2 separate regions of the Capra hircus genome follow, and region 1 is linked to region 2. Evidence: chromatin contacts called from public Hi-C data. All regions are on one chromosome and are shown on one strand. Each heading gives the region's core, a stretch centred on a gene start, on an enhancer-like site or on the middle of the called end of the contact. The rest is flanking DNA. Distances are from core to core; before and after follow the strand shown. Region 1 overlaps CHD9 (chromodomain-helicase-DNA-binding protein 9). Region 2 holds the start of CHD9 (chromodomain-helicase-DNA-binding protein 9).

The links. Hi-C and Micro-C count contacts between places; a contact is called where the count stands out from the background.
Region 1: a Hi-C map of blood shows a contact between it and region 2, with 4 times the contacts expected there. The contact joins the enhancer-like site here to the promoter of CHD9 in region 2. A contact is called at or near these places in 2 of 5 Hi-C or Micro-C datasets (both in blood).

What each region holds. Positions count from the first base shown.
Region 1 is chr18:23,118,492-23,121,373 of ARS1.2, reverse strand. The region is part of intron 24 of CHD9 (chromodomain-helicase-DNA-binding protein 9); the gene reads right to left. Among named protein-coding and RNA genes, the nearest start is that of RBL2, 51 kb to the left of the region's middle. Within about 2 kb of position 1,298, at least 3 of the 5 cell types and tissues checked have an H3K27ac peak or open chromatin away from gene starts, as enhancers often do.
Region 2 is chr18:22,928,876-22,931,710 of ARS1.2, reverse strand. It overlaps CHD9 (chromodomain-helicase-DNA-binding protein 9), which reads right to left and starts at 1,421. Exons shown (of 39, transcript XM_005691975.3): 1 at 1,311-1,421.

The sequences.
Region 1 (2,882 bases), core at 49-2,548, 190 kb before region 2:
AAAAAGGGAAAGATGCCATGCATAAAACGACTGAAATGTTCACTTCTTTACCACAGAGATTCAAGCCACTGTCTCCTTCAGCCTAGCATAGAGTTAATAATGTTTGATAAGGATTAGCAAATATAATTAATTTTTATATAAATATGTCATTCTTATATTGCATTCAACAGCCAAAGGGGCAGAGATTGAATAGGGCTTGCCTAGTAGCTCAGCTGGCAAGAATCTTCTTGCAATGCAGGAGACCCCAGTTTGATTCCCCGGTTGGGAAGGTCTCCTGGAGAAGGGATAGGCTACCCACTCCAGTATTCTTGGGCTTCCCTAGTGGCTCAAGGGGTGAAGAATCCACCTGCAATACAGGAGACCTGAGTTCAATCCATGGGCCAGGAAGATTCCCTGGAGGAGGGCATGGCAACCCACTCCAGTATTTTTGCCTGGAGAATCCCCATGAACAGAAGAGCCTAGTAGGCTATACTCCAGTGGGTTGCAAAGAGTTGGACACGACTGAGTGATTAAGCACAGCATAATACCCCAGGGAATCAAAATTCTACTTGAGAATTTCTCTATGAAATTAATGAATTATCAGTTTTCAAAGAATCACAGATATGATTTAAAGATACAACACATAAAAAACACACAAATTTAGTTGCATTTCATCTCTTCATCTTAGCATCATAAATTTTATAAATTAACAAAGGACTAGGGATGTAAGATATGAAGAGTTTCCTAAGTTGTGTGACAAAAGTTCATCTATAAGTTGGTTATCTTTGGGAACTCAAAATAAACTTTCATACAGATATAAAATAAGTGATCAGTGTTTCTGGTCTGATTCACAAGAACCTAATACTTAAGCACTAATATAGTTGAAATAAAAGACACTGACAATGAAAAAGAAAGAGTTATAAATTTAATAAGTAAATAAAACATAAGGAAATCACTTTTTATTTTTCATGTTTTGCCAGGAGACTGAAAAACATTTTTCAGCATTCTAAAATGCACATCTCATTATATCTTATTTTGCTTAAAAACAGAAGTGTCACAATCACAGTATTTTTTAGTTTAGTGCAGAAAGAGGAAGAGAGGTTTTCCTATGATATGGCAAAGGCTGAAAAACAGATGAGAAAAAATACAGTTAAAGAAGAGATTTAGTTTTGATTTCACTCCTGGTCAGGATTAATCAAAGCAGAAGCACAGAATGATAAAGGAAAAAGAGGAAAGAACACTGGAGACAGGATACCCAAAGGGGAATTATCAAGTGGGTCAGATACTGTATTTCCCTATACAAACCAGCAGGTGGCACTCTAAGCTCAAAACACTGTGACATCTGAGGTGGAAGGGTTTTTCCTTCTTTTAAAGAGCAAAGGAGGCTTCCCTGATAGCTCAGTTGTTAAAGAATCTGCCTGCAGTGCAGGAGACTCCAGTTCAATTCCTGGGTTAGGAAGATCTGCTGGAGAAGCGAAAAATCTACCCACTCCAGTTTTCTGGCCTGGAGAACTCCATGGACTGTACAGCAGTTCTGAAGAGTCAGACAGGACTGAGTTACTTTCACTTTACAGACTTCCCTGAAGCTCAAACGGTAAAGAATCTGCCTGCGATACAGGAGACCAGGGTTCTAGGGTGGGAAGTTCCTCTGGAGAAGGGAATGGTAATCCACTTCAGTATTCTCGCCTGGAGAATTCCATGGGCAGAGAAGCCTGGTGGGCTACAGTCCGTGGGGTCACAGAGTCAGACACGATGGAGCGACTAGTAAAGGACACTCAGTAATATACCTCATAGTTTAAATGTACCATGTGCATGTTAAGTGTCATTAACTGCTGGGGAAAAGAATACAATAAGGTGCATATACTCCTGTTGTTAATGTCTGCAATCTCTTGCATAAAGCCTCTGACTTCCCCTGGCCAGATCATTCATTCAAAATAGATTTAAACAGTATTCACTAGGTGCTAACAATGGCAATAATAAGATAGACAGATCCCTGCCCTTTTGAAGAAGTATCTGCAAAACCTCTTCAATACGTGTGATGAGTGCTGTGACAAGGCACCCAGTTGAGAAGACAGGGAGGCTGATTTGATGTTGCCTGAGGAGTAAGAGAGGGAGAAGGGAGGAAAATGGGAAAGAGAATGTCTCCCCAAGAATGCAAAGGCCTGGAGGGAATGAGGGAGTATGTTGAGAGAGATAAGAATACGTTAAAATCCAAATAAAACCCAAAATGAGAAACCAGTGAAGGAGAGAATAATGAAAGAGGTTAATTCAAAGATCACAGTTCCTAGGAAATCACAAGGGGGTTGAATTCAATCAGATCAAAGAAAAAGAGGAGCCAATCAGCCAATAACAAATTATATTCACTGATTGTTACTATTTCCCAGGTTCTTGGGGCTAGGAATATGATCACCAATAAGACAGATAGCAGATGTCACCTTCAGTCAGCTTAAACTGTATTGACAGGAGAAATACAATTTAAAAATAAATACAATTTTTAATACTAGTAGGCATCATGAATGAGACAAAATAAGGTTAAGTTAGAGCGGGCAGGGAAGGCCTATCTGCAGAGGTGAAACCTACACTGAGACCTGCATGATGGGAGCAGGCACTTCTGTGGAAAATGAGGGGAAAGAGTATTGCACTGGGAAACAGCACAGAATGAGCCTAACATGCTGGAGGAACATTGTGGATGAAGGACAGAGTGGAGGTAGAAGGCCCAGGCTTATGTAGGTCACTATAGGATAGGTCTTTATTCTAAGAGAAATGAAAAGGTTCTAAGAAGAGGAGTACCTTGGCCTGATTTTTGCTTTACAAAGATCACTCTGGTTTCTGTATCAAGGTACAACTGTAGAGAGGCAAAAGATGCAAAAATGGGAATTCCCTGGCAGTCCAGTAGTGGTTAG
Region 2 (2,835 bases), core at 172-2,671:
CTGTGTAACGTGCTTTTTCTATGTTCCCTCCACCAAAAAGGGAAACAGCAACTCATTGTACTTTTGCCATGGGCTCTAGAATCATACTGCCTGGGTTCAAACACAGGATCTGCTTCTAATTAATTATTTAACTCTGAGCACGTTCCTTGGCCTCTCAGAGCCCCAGCTTCCTTGGCTATCAAACGGGGTAGTTAGTATAGTTAACGCCTTGTAGGTCACGGTGAGGAGTAGCTGTGGCCCACACACAGGAAGCATTTAGCATCATGCCAGGCACAGATGAGCACTTAGGAAACATTACCTCTTGTGGTCAATAGATTCCATGGCAAATCTAAGAGTTTTATACAATCATACCCATTTTGCAGATGAAGAAACTGAGGCTAAGGGTGATTCTATGAGTTTTTGAGGGCCAGACAGCCCAGGGAGGGCTGGCTCTGGGAACTCTAAGCCTAGGCTCACTGTAAACATAGCATTTACTAAAATGATGAGGGCTGCTCCAGGAGGCCCCTTGAACTTCTATGGGATCAGGGTAAGGACAAGCTCCCTTTTCCCCAAGAGTCTTCCCTCATATTCTACATCTGTATCTTTCTGTTCCCTGCCCACTTTCGAGTTCAACCCTTTCAGTACCAGCCCTGTTGGGAGGGAGGATGTTGGTTTGTTATCTTGGCTTTGACAGCTCAAAGGCGGAGATATTTCCTGCTTAAAAGACTCCCTGAAGAAGGAGGAGGAGGAGAATCAGCATTGTGGGCTGCAACAACCGTCTTCCTTTTCCTCCAACCCTTTGGGTCAAGGGTCCTCACCCTTGGCTGCTAGTTGGAATCGCCTGGGAAGCTCTGAAATATCCAGAGGTCCAGGCCCCAACCCAGACTACTTCCATCTGAGCCTCAGAGCGGGGTTGGGTGGAGGGCTACGGGGCATCGGCAGTTTTTTCATGCTCCCCCAAGCGATTCCAGCGTGCAGGCAAGTTGGAGAAATGGTGCTTTTGGATCAGCCCTCGGCTGCAACGCTGAAGTCGATTTGGGGAGCAGTAACTCTTTTCTCAGCCTAGGACTGGCTGCTGGGGGATTCGGGCAGGCTCTCCAGAGGAACCAGCCAGTGAAGGATGTTTGCGTGCGAGCGATCTGGCGTCCAGCTGTGCCCCGAGGCCCAGCTTGGAGACGGCGGGTCTCCGGGTCCCCGCAGGCAACGACACGTGCGGCCGCTCCGACCTGTCTGGTTATCTACCGAGACCGCCAGCCGACCTCGGCGGCCGCCGCGGGCCCACCCCGACCACAGAGGTTCGCAGGAAACGCCCGGGGCTCGGGAATTCCTACCTTGGCTGCCGGCGCTGTCCTCCGGTCCCCGGAATCCTGCGACTCCGGTTCGATCTGTCGCCGGGGCTCCGCGGTCGCTTTCGTCTGCGCCCGAGAGGCGCCCACTAGAGCGCAGGCGCCACCTAGTGGGCGCGGGGCGGAGGCGCGGGGACCGGGCGGGGAGGTGGGAGAGCGGTTGGTCCCAGGCGGAAATGCTGCCCCGGCTGCCCACGTGGGCGGTTTTCCAGCACGCTGCGCACCCTGGGCGCAAATCCCGGCTGGGTGGGATCACCTTCACTCCCTAGAGGGCACTGGAACCTGAACTTGCTGAACTTTCTCTTGGGGGCACGGAGGGGCAGCCAGGCCCTGGCTGCTGGCCTGAGATCCATTCTGGGATTTTCCTGGCCGGACTCAGGAATCTTGCCTTTCATCCAGAAGCTTTCAGTACACCCCGATTTGGCAGAGCCGAATCTTTTAAATATATTGCGAGCATCAGAAGATGCAGGGGACTGGGCCTCTCTCAAACCCAGGGAGGCCTTTGCCCTACAAGCGATTCGTTCTTTTAGCCCCGCCTCCAACCCCCACCCCACCGCACGCCACCCCCCATTTCCTATCCTCCCACCCCCTAGCAGTTACCTTTCTTTCCCTGTTCCCTCCAGTCTCTTTCGCTGTTATTAAACATCCAGTCTGTATCACACCCTGTGTATAGAGTCCAGAGACACAGGCTCCTAAGGAGTTGGCAATGCAGGTTATATTTCTGACCCGGGCGCCTTTGACATTGACATTTCTTTGGTTGGAGCCATCCTGGCACTGCGGGACATTTACATCTCTTGATTCCTTGGCGCTAAATGCCAGTAGCCACCCTGAAGTCATTGTGACAACCAAAACCACCCCTTCATATTTCCAATTGTCTCCTGGGTTGGGGGAGCACCGCCCTAGGCTGAGAACCTGTTAGCTCCTTATTAAAATCAGGAAAATGGTGAATTATTGAAAGTGTGTACATTTCGTTTATTTTTTCCCCTCCAACCCATGTTAACTGAGCACTTACTATGCGCCAGACACTTTCCTATGAATAGAAGATACTAGGAAGGACAAAACACCTTGAAATCTCTGCCCTTATTGAATTCACCTTTATGTAACAAATTAACTTTTAGCACACACGCAGATGCAATCCCATGTAACTAAGCTCTTGGTGGAATAAGTACAGGGTTTATTTATTTTTTAATATAGCAATTGATAGGGCACCAAAGGTGGAGAGTGCCCTGGTGATGGAGGCAAGTTTGGCAAGTCTTGTTTTAAGGCAGTTTATCTCTGGGGTGATAGTTGGAGGGAAGTTGACCAAAGTGGAAATATTAGAGACAGTTAGTGACAGTGAGACCTGGGTCATTCCCCCACCCCCACCTGCCTCTGCCTTTGGTCTCTCTGTCCTGGTGTCATCTGGTCAAAGTGGCCATCCAGGACAGGAGGGGGAGGGGGCATCATCTATGGGCAGCACCTGGAGTGACGGGGGTGTGTGTGTGTCTGTCGTAGGGGCCACCCCAGCCTA